Regions from separate parts of the Mus musculus genome. Here all the other regions are linked to region 3. Evidence: chromatin contacts called from public HiChIP or PLAC-seq data. All regions are on one chromosome and are shown on one strand. The core of a region is the stretch at or near the end of the contact, and the rest is flanking DNA. Distances in the headings are between cores, read along the strand shown. Region 1 has its middle 35 kb from the start of Hook1. Region 2 overlaps Fggy (FGGY carbohydrate kinase domain containing). Region 3 has its middle 26 kb from the start of Jun.

Region 1 (4,814 bases), core at 1,750-4,249, 910 kb before region 3:
CATCAACTGGGCGGTAGTCCTCAGTAGGCACTGAGAGTGGAGCTCTGCAGTTCCTGGTCTGTTTTTTTATATGTGGCCCCCAACCCCCAAACCTGAAATTGCCAATGCCATGATCCACTGTCAGGGACTACTCCAGCACTCTTGATACATAAGAGCTCAATCAAAATTTGTTTTTGATGTAACACGAGACTTTGTACCTATAGAAACCAATATAAAGGTGTGCAACATGTATGCAAAATATACTTCTAAGATGAAAACTGCCGTTTCCTGTCCTCAGTGTTAAGCTTTAACCAGGCACCTGGCACTTTGCCCCTCTATCCGCCGAACGAACCTTTATATAACTCTGAGGCCGCTTTTCTCTTCTCTTACTCTGTAAATCCAACCCAGAGACTGAAGGTAGGACTCAAGGCTCTCTGGCTTAAGGCCTTCTTGACTTACTTCCTTAGGCAAGTAGAAATAGCACAGTTCTTAGATCAACCAAGGAATGTCCCAAGGGATCTCTCAGCTGTTTCTTAGCTAACAAGGGGAATGCAGAAGAGGGAGCCATTAACAAACTCACTGTGAAGCATGGAGGACTGACTACAAAATGAAATGAAACTGGTAAAGACATTCACAAAGAAAAGGTGTCCTATAGGGACGTCACGATTGTGCCAAGTAATAGACATTAATAAACAAAACATTTTGGATTTCGACTATGAAGAATGATTATTCAGTAGGGAGGCATATTTTATTTTTAATGGAGAAATTTCAAATCTAGGATTATAGCAAGACTTAAAAATAATACAAATCAGGCTTTTAGAAGCATTTGTGCTAAAAAAAAATAAGTGATTTTAAATGGCTCTCTGGGCATAAAAGAATAATTTTTCACCACAAAATTAATAGGTGACAGTACTGAGATTCCTGAATTTATTAGCAGAAGTGTTCATTTTTATTTAAATAACTGTAGTGTTATAAATGTAATAGAATTTTCTAATATTCAGAAGTTCTCCTTTAGAGATCACAGAAGTAAAAAACAAAAACAAAAACAAAACCTTTGTATATTCAACACTCAGCCCTCCTGCTGTCAGTACCAGTCAAGGTTGTTTATGAGACACTGGAGTCACAAAGGCTCCTCTGTCATCCAGCAGATCCCATCTTAAGTGATTACATTACATAGCTCTGCCCAGTCATTAGTTTCTTGTTTAGTGATGATGTCCTTCATTTTCACTAAACATGATAATGTCCTTCATTTTAAATTCTTTCATTGCAATGATTTGTGAATATGTCTTGAATTCTAAAATTCTAGACCAGGCTACAAGGGTTTCCCATTTGATATTGTACAGGGGATAGTATACAGTATCCCTGGGCACTGGCACAGTGGCACATGCTTTTTGTGTTCAAGCCAGAAAGAAAAAAAAAGTATTATGGTCATTCAGGTGTGTGTGTGTGTGTGTGTGTGTGTGTGTGTGTGTGTGTGTGTGTGTGTATGTGTATGTATGTGTGCGTGCATGCATGTGCACATGCACCGATGTGTATATGTGTAATAAATAAATTTTTAAAACTAAAAGAAAGTCACTAAACATGAGATAAAGGTTTTATAACACTCAGCAACCAAGACACTTTAAAATTTTTTTGACAATTACTTAAAGTAACTCATATTAATGTATACTTATTTTGACCTAAATGTCAGATACCTAATATACCTAAATATAATACCTAAATGTCAGAGATCCTAGAGATGGTTTAATCTGCTAGATTCTGTTCTGTAGTAGGATGTCTCTCTCTGAGAGGAGGTGTACCTTCTAGGGCCTCATGTGGACCCCAGCTGATCAGTACTGGGTTATGTGCTTCTGCAGCAAGAGACAATGCTCTACCATCCTCATCTTTGCTTCCCCACCCTCATCCAGCCTCAGTTTTGTTGTTGATTTTTTATTTTGTCTTTTGAATGCCACATTTATGTTGTTCATATATAGTGAGTATTTATAGTCTAAATTAAAGCTATGTAGTGTATTCCTTGGGAAAATGATTTGTTCAGCAAAGCTGGATTTGGCTTAAAAATTTTTTATTTGGCAATAAAACAAAAATCCCAGGAACCACTGTGGCTACATTGTAATTCTTAATTCATAAAAGCTAAACATATGTATTCACCAAATTAAGCCTTCTACTAGTCAGGTATAATTACATTTTTGTTATTTATCTATACATAGTTATAAATAAAGATTTATGGACATTTACATTTTCCCAATGTAAATTTTGTCTCATGATAGGAAGCAGTGATTTTCTTGGGGATTGGCTTAGGCAAGAGGTACAAAAGAATCATGTAGAAACACTATTAACAGAATGCTAATACCTTGCAAGGTGTTATCTAAGGGGCTTTAAACACAGTGCAACAAGCAACTTGCTGAATCCTTGCCCACCTGGGGACCAGGTTTGTAGTGGAGAGATCCATGGACAGCGGAACAGGGAGGTACCCTCTTTCAGGCTAACTTCTCCATGGCTGAAGGCCCACCATCTTCTACTAACTTCCTCCTTGATTTTAAGATGCTGAAGGAATCCTGGGCATGTTGCACTCCTTGTCTCAGCTGTATTTTCCTTTCCCTACAAAGGTCAGGTCTGAACATTTAGGATGGTCATCACTGCAAAAACACTGTAGCCACAGGGCAAGTTGTGGGGAAGGGCTATTTCTCTGATGGTACAGTGGGGTTCCCTCCAAAATTTTGCAACTGGAAAGACATGAAGTTAGATCCTTTCTCCACACTACCTATGTGACTACAGCACTTTTTTATCTGTTTGTTGTTGTTGTTTGGTTAGTTGGTTTGTTTTGTTTTGTTTTCTGACCATCATCTTCTCAATTAGACAGTGAGGTTAATGCTGTGAACCTCAAGATGTGGTAGTAAGGACTGAGGAGAATAAACAGGAAAGACCACATTCTTATGTTTCTGTCTTTCCTAACCACAGACAGCCATTGCACTGCATAGTGCTTTGTGTGGGCTGGCTTAGGCATGCCCGGGTGCCTTAGTCAGAACTCATCAGCTGGACCAGCTGGAGCATGTTTAATTTGGGTCCTAACATCTTGTGCTCTATCCTATTCCTCGTCTGGGATGTTCACCAGTCCCTTATTCCAAGTTTTGACTGGGGCTCCCTGTGTGGCTAGGAATAGAGTCACATCCACCTTCATCCTGGGCCGCACCTTGGTTACCAAAGACCACTACTTCAGGGCTGGAGTCCTCACCTTGAGTATAATACTGCTAATCTTGTGTCTAGGTCCTGCAAGAAGAGAGACATGGACCAGGCTATTGAGCTATGGGCTGTGTGTACTTAATCTAGTCAACCCTTATCCTCCTGTCTTAGTTTGTGTTCTTTTGCTGTGAGGAAAACATGATGACCACAAGCAAGTTGGAGAGAGAAGAGTTTGGTTTTGTTTTAGTTTTGGCATACACATTCTGATCACAGCATATCATGAAGGGAAGACAGACATAGCAGGAACTTAAGTAGGAACTAGAGCGGAGACCATGGAGAAGGAGAAGCACTGCTTCGGCGACCCACCTAACCCTTAGGTTTTCACTGCGACTGAGGCTATACTTTCCAGGCTTTCCTGCCTCTTACAGTGTCAACCTCAGCTTCATCCTTGAACCCTTCATGACTTCAAAACCTCTACCACAAGGAAGAATCTTCCACATTACCAAGTCTGGCTGTCAACATGGGAAGCCGTTGCCTCCTCTGGACCACAGCTCCTGTGTACTGACTCTAAGGAAATAGTCCCAGAAGATTCCAGTTTTGAGATGCTGCTCTCTCCTTATTCACAGCTAGTTTCTCAGCTCCAGCCGACCTATGGGTCCGGTAAAGCAAATGTTTCCCTTAAGTAGTCTGGTCTTTTGTTAACTGCAGCTGATTCTTCAGCATCTCTAGCTGCCCAGAACCAGATTCCTAATTCAAAAGAAATCATACAAATGACCCTGATAGCCTTGGCTTCTCTCAGAAACATCACTATCCAGGCTTCCATTGTCTGCATTGCTGTCAGTATTTTTATCTTCCAAACTCCCATGGGATAGACTCAGTGGCTTTTGCAGCCCAAAGTTCCAAATGCTTGCATAATCTTTCCTTATACCCCATCCATCCCTGGTATCAGTTTTTTTTTCTAGGTTGTTTTCTATTGATGAGATAAACACTATGACTGAAGGGACCCACATACTGCAGGGTACCCACACACACACTCTTCACCCAGGATTAGGTATGGGCCATACCCAAACACCAGTTTCCAAGCACAAATTACATGCAAAGAGATTCTTAATTAAGCAAGGCAAAGAGACAAAGTGGCTTAATTAGAATAGGGCAGAAACAGCGGCAACTAATTTTGCAAGTGTTAATTATAAGAGGGGAAAACAGGGAGTTCTGTGTTGGAATGAGGCAGGCTTGTGTTGGTAAGTTCTGATTGGATACCTTAATTAGGTTAATCAAAATAATGAATTTTGATTCCTGGACCTTTATGTTTTGATTGTTGGACCTTGGCAATCAGTCTTAGGAATGAATCAGTGGCCAAATAAGAGACTAGATGTTGGTGGCACAGTTAGAATGTGACCTAACAGTTCAGCAGGGCGAGCAGGGTAAAAGGAAGAAGCTACCGAGGGCCATGCTCGCTGTGCTGGGCCTGTGTTGGCCATGTTCTGTCTGCTAGAGTCATTCATTCCCACCCTTTTGCTTTATTATTGGGTTGTTAGGTATTGGGTAAGAACATGTCTTTCTCTCTGATTGCTTCCTGATGATTAGGGGAGAAGATCAAGAAAAAGGGAGTCATTAATGGAATTGAAAGTGGGTCTGGCAGGGGAGGAAGGAGG
Region 2 (4,984 bases), core at 1,776-4,275, 880 kb before region 3:
ATAGCAATGTGATTTTCCTCTACAGAGTATTAAGAAATGGCTAATTGTTCTTTTGTTTCTGTTATTGTTTTTTATTTTTGGCATGGTCATCTTTTGACTTGCAGCTGGCACTTGCTCACCCCAAAGCACTAAAAGCAACATCAACTGAGAAGCAGGAAGAGATGAAGGACTGGGATGTCTTCATCATCCACCACACTGTGAAGACCAGCGTTCCAGTCAGCATTCTGAATGCACTCTGTCTATCATGGACATCCATACATATGCTTAATTACACAGGTGTGCACATCTTTTAAAACTCAGAGAGCTGTACATCAACATGTATACATTAGTTTATCTCTACTATGTCTTGATTTTCAAATTGTAAAAGCAATCACCATATATCAAATGTGTCACACATTTACATTGTATTTTTCAACAGCCTACCAAGTTGAAGCAAAACATTTTCAATCCTACGTAAAATATACCTCTATCATACTATTCTCTTGGACCTAAAGGAAGGGAGTCATGGGACATGTCCAAATCTATAGGAAATAAAGCAGCTACTAGAAAAATACTGCATACTAGAAGCAAATGGGCTTAAGTTAATTCTATTGTTTACTAGATATGCAAACCCAACCTCAGTTTTCCCATCTTCAAAATGGGAGCAATAGCATCTACTCAGAGTATTGTTGAATATTCCCTACCCAACTCTGACCACTATTCTTAATTGGTCTCTTGGTTTCACCTCCATCTTTGTACAGAAGTCCTGGCCAGTCAGAAAGTGGAAAATGTAGTGTGGTGATTAGACAATACTGTAACAGCTTGCCATCATTCACAGCTAGGCTTCTCTGCAGACTCACTCTGTGCGTGTGATCAGGCAAACATCTTGCTTTCTTTATGGGTGTTTTCTCGTCTGAAAAGTTGGCAATAACATGTCGATCATAATGTTGGCAGGTCAGTTATGTAAGAGATTTGAGGCACATCATAGCCTTATATATTTTGTTATTCTGCTGGTGTGCAGGATTCACAGGCCAGATCTGATCTTTGACTCATCACTGCACTAAAACCCATGCTTGACTCTGGCTGGACTCTGCTATTCATCCAAATAAATGTACTAAACCAATAGTATGAGGTAAATTTTGTCTCTGGGTTTTTACCCATGACACTTCTGACACTAAATGTGTGGGTCCACACTCCCCCTTGTACCAATCGACTTCCAATTCTTTAGACATCAATTAAATTCCAGCACTATCTACCCAGAGTCAGGGTCATACTTGTACTGGAAGGTTCAAGGCTGTCTCAACTTTAGTTGCAAGTCTCATGTTTCTCTATATGTCTGATGAACTACAAATCACAGGCTTCCCAATTTGCTTGAATGGATACATATAATATAGGAAATGTTTACTTACTGTTAATAATATGTTATCAGGGCTACAAATATTAGGCAGATAGAAATGCAGAAAGACAAGGATGCAGCAAGGGTCCATGCTCTCTGGGCACAGCAATCTGCATGACAAGCATGTGGTCATCAACCTAGGGTCTATCTGAATCCCATCCTTTGGAGATTTGTTAGATGAGAAAAATAGAGAGAACCTTATTCTCTATCTTGGAAAGTTAATGGAGAGCCTGAAAATTACTCATCCCCCAATCTGAAGGATCTATAGTTTTCCAGCCATTAACCTTCTCACAAGCATTCAAGAAGATACCATTTTGAAGAACTCCAAAGGTTTAAGGAGTTTGCCTTTCAGGAGCTGAAAGACAATGACAACACAATTTCTTCCCCTCTTAAAACTTGCAGTGAACACCAAGAGTTTCTGATGAAATTCAGACTTCGTAAAAATCTCAGTGTCTGAAATCTTCATGATGGAATTTGTGTCTGTTTTCAGCACTGCTGTATTCATTACCCTCCTAGTGAGCCATTCTAGAAATATTAACTTTCGGGCTATGACTGACCATGCTAAAATTGCTCCTTCCCAATTTGTACCTCTCCCAGTAATCTTTGAGGACTGTCCTTTTCTTTTAGGGCCTCCCTCTTCAAATACACTTTCTCCAAGACTTACCTTTGGCCACCCTTAATTGGCCTCAAGTGTTGAGTTTGACTCAATCCACTTCTAAATACCAGTGGCTGTACCATCACACTTTCTTAACTTCACAACACAGTGAAGTTTCTTAGCCTCCTACACAGTGTCATCTGACGTTTTATTGCTAATTGGCTTAATCTTTACTTCATTTCACGAGGTCTCTCACTTCATCTTTTTCCAGAAGCAGAAGCACTTGGCAGCCTTCTTCATGTATCACCAGTTTTTAGTAGAGTATTAAGAGTTAGCTGAGAGGATGAATTTATCAAATGTATATTTAATGTAAGGACTGTACATTTGATTGTCAAATTCTGGGGTGGAGAGGGAGGACTCTATCCCTTTTAAATGAGGAAGCTCAGGTTCAGAGCATTCACACGATTTTCCTAAATTAATAAATTACAAGCTTGCTTCAAGTCATGAGTAAAATGGGGTCCATTTCAGGAGCCCATGCTCACCAGGGAGATGTCTAGGCTGAGGCCATCACAGTTACCCTCCATGTGATGACTCTGAGACCCTGTAAAATTCTCAAAGCTTTCTTTTCCCCTGTCAAGGTCACATTTAACCATGGTCACTACATTGTGCTTATATAAAGAGAAAGGCAGATTCATTGATGTTAAGAGAAACTGCTCATGTTACTTTTTGAAACAAACTAAACAAAATTACTACCATCTGTATGACCCTGAGCAAGACCTTTCCCATTCCTTGACCTCACTTATCTGCAGAGTGAAAGCATTTGCTTAAATTATCTCTAAAATCTTGCCAGCTCTGCAGTCAGTTTTGTGGGGGTGGGGGTGGTAGGGTGGCTGTGTTTGCACTGTGTGAGCTATCATAATTAACTTTCATCCAACAAGTGTTACTCTTGAGTTTCTGAGGTTTCCCTAGTCTCATTCCAACAAAACACACATCCACTAAACTTCATGGAAACACAACATTTTATCTTGATTAATCATGGGTCATCATAGCACAGGGGAGCGACTCTATCCCTGTTAAGAAGGTTGGGGGTAGAGTCCTAATACATAGCCTGACTGGTAAGGACTGGGTCTAAATATGAATATTGAGCAATTCATCCTATTTATGTGAACGTGACTCATTTTTATCTGATTTCTAAGGCTTCTTACTAAAAACATCAGAAAGATCATAGGCTCTAAAAATGTAAACAGGCTCAATTAGTCACTTATTGTTTACTGAAACTGATATGATCCTGGTGATAAAGTGTTGCAGTGAGCTGTACAAGAAACAGTGGCCATGTCAACAATAACAGTGGTAGTAGTGGTGGCAGCTAGTATTTTATAAAGTATTTACTATGGCTAATGCTATACAAACACCCACTGATTCCTTCAGTTGAAAGATCAAGTTCTGAAACCTATTCTTAACTAAGTATTATGGACTTCAGAGAGGGCCAAGTCCATTGAATATTTTTAGTTTCATTTAATTCTTCATTCTAATATCATAAATTTTTAGTTTTTAAAAATTACTTGAGTTTTGAGAATTTCACACAATATATTGTGATCATGTTTTTTTTTCCCCCTTCCCCAAATCCTCCCAGATTTCTCTCTACTTCTGTGCCAAATCAATTTCATGTTCTTTCTCACTCTTAAAACAAAACAGAAACCAGAGAGCTGAAGAGGTGGCTTAGCAGGTAAGAGCAATGGCTGCTTCTTCAGAGGATCCAGGCTCAATCCCAGCACCCACAGCAGCTCACAACCCTCCATAATTCCAGTTCTGCAGGTTCACTGACTTATTCTGACCTCCTTGGGCACCAGGCACATACACAGATTGATACACGCAGGCAAGGCCACCATACACATAAAGTAAAAGGAAATAAATCTTAAAACCAAACCCAAAGTACAAAAACATATGGGGTCCTTTTTTGTTAGCTATTCCTGATCATGGGGCCTGCCCTGGAGCGTGGTTGATACTGGTTGATACACTCAGTATCACTCCACTGAAGAAAGCTGGTTTTCACTCTTTCAGCAATTCCTAATCGCAAACACCTTCTCTGATTCCTGGCCAGGAGCAGGGCTTTGTGTCCACTTCCCCCTTTTCCAAGCTCAGGTTTGTCTGGCTGGAGCTTATGCAGGTCTTGTGCTGCTATCTCTGCCAGTTCATACTGCACCAGCCTCATTCTATCTGAAAATACTGTCTCCTTAAAATCATTTACTCCCCCTGCCTCTGCTTCTGCATAGATCCCTGAGCCTTTAGGTCAGGGTATGATAGAGACACCCTACTTAGATCTGAGCACTCCAGAACCATTCACTCTGTTTCTATGTTAATTATCTATTGCAAGTAGAAGACTCAGATGAGGGTTAAGTGATGCACTCATCTATGGGCATAGCAACATGTCATTAAGAATCATTTTATTGCTATATTATTTAACAGAAAAATAGTACTATGTTTTGCCCTAGACTTCATGAATTATCTAGTTGTATACTCTTAACCTTATTATGTCAGATATGGGTTGTATCTCATGGAATGGGCCTTGAACTCAATAAACGTGGTTGGTTACTCCCATAACATGTTTGCCACTACTGTAATAGTGGGCAAATGTACTAGGTTGCTATTATAGCTCACAGGATTCATAGCTTGGTGCTGTTTATGATCACTTTTCTCCTCTGAGAGCATGTACAGCACTTTCCAGCACTATGAATGCTAGCCAATAGGGCTGAAGCTTCCAGTTGAGTACGAGCAAGCTTTTTTCTCCATCTTCCATATTTAGCAGTAGGATCTCAGCATTTTGTTGTAATGTAATCACCTGTAAAGTTTGAGGGGGCTGTCCATGGGACTCCTTCAACCAATGACTCAAAAAAGTTGTAACCCACTACTAGTACTAGGGATTTATTTGGCAGCATATGATTTCTGATCGAGATATTGTTTCCCTCATTATATAACTCTATATAGTAATATCATTAGACTCCTTTTCCATACAT
Region 3 (4,370 bases), core at 1,215-3,714:
TTTCAAATAAATAAATAGGACTAATTTTCTCAAATATTCTTTTTTTATTACATTTCACCTACATATAGGCAGAGACACATGTGACCTACATATGCCATGGTGCACATATGGAGGTCATAGGAAGACCTGCAGGAATTGCTTTTCTTCTTCTACCATGTGAATCCCAGGGATTGAACACCAGTTGTGAGGTTTGGTGAAAATAACCGTTATCGATAATCATCTCACCGGCCCAAATTGTTCTTCTGATGTAGAAGGAATCTGATAAGGCAGAAAAGAATGAAAGGATACACGCTAACTGCACAAGTGCTTTGTGGTGGTACCCTGGTCATCTGACCTGGCCATTAGTATTTTTGAATAACCATTGATGTATAAATGCAAGATACAACACAACCAGACCAGTTCTATTAGTCACAAGTAGCCTGTAAGAGTTTCATCCATTGATAAAAGAGATCAAGATAGAAAATTCACACCAGAATCGTACTGTGCATAATTCATAATCTGTTGTGTGTTATTGGGCTTAAGCTGACTTATAGTAAACCACAGTGGGAAGGGAAATTGAATTTTATCCAGAATGAAGATGGTACTTTTAAGGGACCTAACTCTCAGCACTTTTCTCTGGCTGACAGCATCACACAGCCTTGCTTCTTCTCTTGTCTATAAATGAAGCAACATTTTAACAAACCTTTTCTACAGAAAAGAAAGATTGTTCCTGTAAATCAGCATCCCTGGCAGAAAGGACATCAGATAGCATCTGCTACAGGCTAAGGGTTATTGCTGAGTTGTAGGACTAGCGCACCATTAGCCTCCTTTGCAGAATCAAGCATAGGACAGGTTCTTGCTGACCACTGCTTTAGAAGTGACCACCATTTTTCTGTTCTAACATGTGCAATGAATAGATGGACAGCTCTGGCCAAGTTTGCAATATTAAGCCAACACTGACTTCCAGGTGGGAAAACTCTTTGGACTTGATTTCTTTGTTGAGGAAGAACGTGGTGATGCTGCTGCTAAGATCGCTTGACTTTAAGGCAGTCAAGCTTATTCCTGCCTCTCTAGACTTAGAAGGAAACCTGATCCTAAAATTTCATCACAGAATTAACTCATCCATATCCTCAGACCACCCAGAAGATTTCAAAGATCTTCTTAGACCTGGCCATAGGGCTTCACATCAAGAAGACTAGACAACTGACCAAAGACTCTTAGGATAAATCCCGTAACTGCTTCCATGAACTATAATCCACAGAGGGTCCAATTCTCTTATGGGTTTTCTGCCAACAAACCAGACTCAATATCTTACATAAATAAAACATTTATGTAGTGTTTTCTGTTTTCTGGGCCTAATAATCTGTTGTGCTTCAGAAAATCCTATCGATACGATATTCTCATCACAGTACATACAGAAATTCAGAAACTTGGGGTTCATAAATATCACTAATCTTAGTCTCTAATCTAAGACTGTCTTAATAATGATATTATTCATGTGCCACCTCTCCAGGAATTATTTTGCAGATAATATCAAAAGAGTAAAGTGGTCTGGACAAGGTCACTCAGCTAGTCAGTACCACAACTGGAATTATAAAGTATATTTGGTCAGGTTTTAAGCCATGGACTTCCCATGATACCATGGTGCCTTCCACCAATATCCTACTACTAGTTATACCTAAGTATCCCTCCCCTGAGCCTAGGGCCAAATATTCTCCAAGACCCTTTGGTTGATGATCTGGGTCCATACCTAACTCTTTCTGTTTCTTTTCTTTGGAGATGAGGATTCAAAGTCTTTTGTTGCTGGTGGAACACCTGCTGTACATGAACAGAGCCCTTCCAAAGGTAATAGACGCCATCCACTTTATTCTAGAGACTGAAGAGAGTTCTCTCTATTTGTATTTTAGTATGAGAATGTGGTCAATCCATCCCTTTGGTTGCAGTGTTTCTATGCTGCCCTGCTCCTAGAGGGGTTTGCACGAGGCTAAGAGGTTGCTCACCATTCTGTATTCCCCCACCTTCACCCTGGAATAATCACTCTGGAATAATCAGTATGAGCAATGCCTTGTCTCCACACCTGATCCTTGACAAATGTATGCTGTCACTTCTTATTATATTTGTGCATTGTAAAAGCAGCGTGCTCATTGTGTTTTCTCCCACTGCTATGACAAATCTGTCCTTTCCGTGGCAAAGGCATAAAGGGAGCTGAGCGGTCGCTGGAGCGCTATACCTCATAATAAGTACAAATGAAACCCCACTAAGGCGTTCAACGAATGTTACAACCAGCTCAGTTTTTAATAAAGATCTCTCTCAAGCCAAGGGATTTGAAAGAGGAGGTTTAAGAAACAGGATATTTAAGCACTTCAAATTGTTTCCGCAGAAGGCCTTTCTGCATCTCATTGAAGGAGCGAGTCATCTTCCTGTGTGGAGTGTTCTACAGCCGCTGAATAATAAGAAGGGTATTCAGGTCTGGCTGCAGCCACTGTGTATGGGGTGAGGTCTGTGGCACTGCAATTTCCTTCTCAGAAAGCAGAGGCGCTGCCACACGCCCCATCGCACAGGCTCTTCTCCGGGATGCTGAACAACTGGAGTTGCTAAGGGCTCTCTAGCCTTCCAGCCAGTACATCTGTGGCTGTGGCTTACCCCGAACCTGTGCAGGCAAGTTCCTCCTCCAGGAAAGCATCCATCTTTGCAGCATACTCTACTGACTGAAGTCGGTGCCTGTGCTGAGAAAGGTCAATGGTGGCAGGTAGCAATGATGTGTTTGAGACACACTAGGCCTTAACTTAGGTTGTAGCATTAGAAAGGGCAAAAGACATAAGCCAACATAAATCGATTGGTGTCAGGAGCGAGGGTGATCAGCTTCAACATTCTGGGAAGAATACACAGAAAGTGATGAGGCGTGCACATTGTATCTGAAGACGGCTTCTTACTACCTAAACTGAGTAAGACTCCACTTCAAAAAAAGTTAACAAAAGAGAAGGACCCCACAGTCTAGGCCTTAAAATTACCGTGCCCTATAGGGACAGCCTGTCAGGGAGCTATTGGGGGTAGAATTTCTTCCAACCCACACAGCAGTTTCACAAAAAGTAAGTGTCTACAGATGACCTCAATGGTTGGAAGCCCAGGAGGATTTGAACTCATATATTAGACTCTGAAGCCCAGAGACTCCTTAGATTCCTAAAATTCCATTTTATCCCACTAAATTTTGTCAAAAGTCACCTGTGTTCCATACCCTTAGGGAACACTGAATGAAAAAAAATGAAAGGAGAGAAGGAAGTCATCTTAAGATTTGTTATTTTCTGACCAGGCAACCATCAGCAAGCAACATCAACTCCTTGCCTATAAATGCTCAGTTAAAGCACCATTGATGAGCTTGTTAATGGAGGCTCTTCTGTAACCTCTCTGTCACTGGCTGTTAAAAAATACAGTATTCAGTTGTGATTCACTAATTTCATCACCCTAAAACATCTGTACTGGCTGATGCTCCAATGAGAGGTGTTGAGGCAGAGGGATGATTATGTCAGTTCCATACATCAGAACAGTTGTATTTTGATGGGGGAGGTGATATAAAGACCCCAAAAATTGTCACCTGGCAAGATGCCACACAGTCCTTGCCTTCCTTGGCACCGTGAAAATTACAGAGGTACAGATAACCACAGCAGGGCAGCACTTGTTTCAGGACCAGGGGAGAACGGAAGAAATGGTGTTTCAGCCTCAATGTTTTATTGGGAAGCCACAGGAACTTTCTGGAGTTGTCCCTACACGGTCTTTGGGCCTTTTTAGCTGTAGAACATTGTCTAGTAATTTGTCACAGAATCGAGAGTTTGAGAATTCTGAGATCATCCTAATTCCAAGCACTTATTCTATGAGTGGAAACTGAGGGCCTGGAGCGGTGAGGAGGGGGATAAAAAGTTTTGTGAGTCATACCTCCACTCCTCTGCTTCTTGCTGACTCCCACCAGGTATGAGTTACCCTGCTTGTCTTTCTAGCTTTATCCCACCACACCTGCCCACCCTTTCAAGTCTCACTCAGAGTACAAGAACACCGGGACACTACAAATCTCATTCATTGTGGGACTTGTATCCAGAATTCCCCAGAGTGGGGATTGTATTTATCTAGTTGACATATGATGTCTCAGCCATGCTTAAAATATGCTGTGCATGGCTCTTTAATAAAATGTAGTTGCTACAGTTTGATGGTTTCTTCCAAAATCCTTGTGTTAAACACTTGGTCTCTAATGGGACAGTGTTGGGAGATGGTGCCTAATAGGAATGGTTTGGGCTATAGGGGCATTGTCTTTAAGGATGGATTAATGTCATTATCTTGGTAGTGGGTTCATTATTTAATCTGAATTCATTCTACAAGGACAAGTTTGGCCCCATTTTGTT

What was found. HiChIP or PLAC-seq counts read pairs in DNA pulled down with a chosen protein or histone mark.
Region 1: a contact with region 3 is called in an H3K27ac HiChIP or PLAC-seq map of the NIH/3T3 cell line, with 9 times the contacts expected there. The contact joins two enhancer-like sites. A contact is called at or near these places in 2 of 15 datasets of contacts at CTCF or cohesin (the NIH/3T3 cell line and pro-B cells), 52 of 484 Hi-C or Micro-C datasets (the AML12 cell line, B cells, the BV-2 cell line and 36 more), 2 of 115 datasets of contacts at active chromatin or transcription factors (the NIH/3T3 cell line and epiblast stem cells) and 1 of 9 other capture datasets (embryonic stem cells).
Region 2: a contact with region 3 is called in a CTCF HiChIP or PLAC-seq map of the NIH/3T3 cell line, with 14 read pairs. The contact joins two enhancer-like sites. A contact is called at or near these places in 2 of 15 datasets of contacts at CTCF or cohesin (the NIH/3T3 cell line and pro-B cells), 55 of 484 Hi-C or Micro-C datasets (the AML12 cell line, B cells, the BV-2 cell line and 37 more), 5 of 115 datasets of contacts at active chromatin or transcription factors (a beta-TC-6 cell line, bone marrow-derived dendritic cells, double positive thymocytes and 2 more) and 1 of 9 other capture datasets (embryonic stem cells).

What each region holds. Positions count from the first base shown.
Region 1 is chr4:95,929,681-95,934,494 of GRCm38.p6, reverse strand. No RefSeq gene overlaps it. Among named protein-coding and RNA genes, the nearest start is that of Hook1, 35 kb to the left of the region's middle. Within about 2 kb of position 2,999, at least 21 of the 459 cell types and tissues checked have an H3K27ac peak or open chromatin away from gene starts, as enhancers often do. A contact at or near this core is called in the NIH/3T3 cell line, where this site is marked.
Region 2 is chr4:95,908,197-95,913,180 of GRCm38.p6, reverse strand. The region is part of intron 14 of Fggy (FGGY carbohydrate kinase domain containing); the gene reads right to left. Among named protein-coding and RNA genes, the nearest start is that of Hook1, 57 kb to the left of the region's middle. Within about 2 kb of position 3,025, at least 13 of the 459 cell types and tissues checked have an H3K27ac peak or open chromatin away from gene starts, as enhancers often do. A contact at or near this core is called in the NIH/3T3 cell line, where this site is marked.
Region 3 is chr4:95,024,200-95,028,569 of GRCm38.p6, reverse strand. No RefSeq gene overlaps it. Among named protein-coding and RNA genes, the nearest start is that of Jun, 26 kb to the left of the region's middle. Within about 2 kb of position 2,464, at least 38 of the 459 cell types and tissues checked have an H3K27ac peak or open chromatin away from gene starts, as enhancers often do. A contact at or near this core is called in the NIH/3T3 cell line, where this site is marked.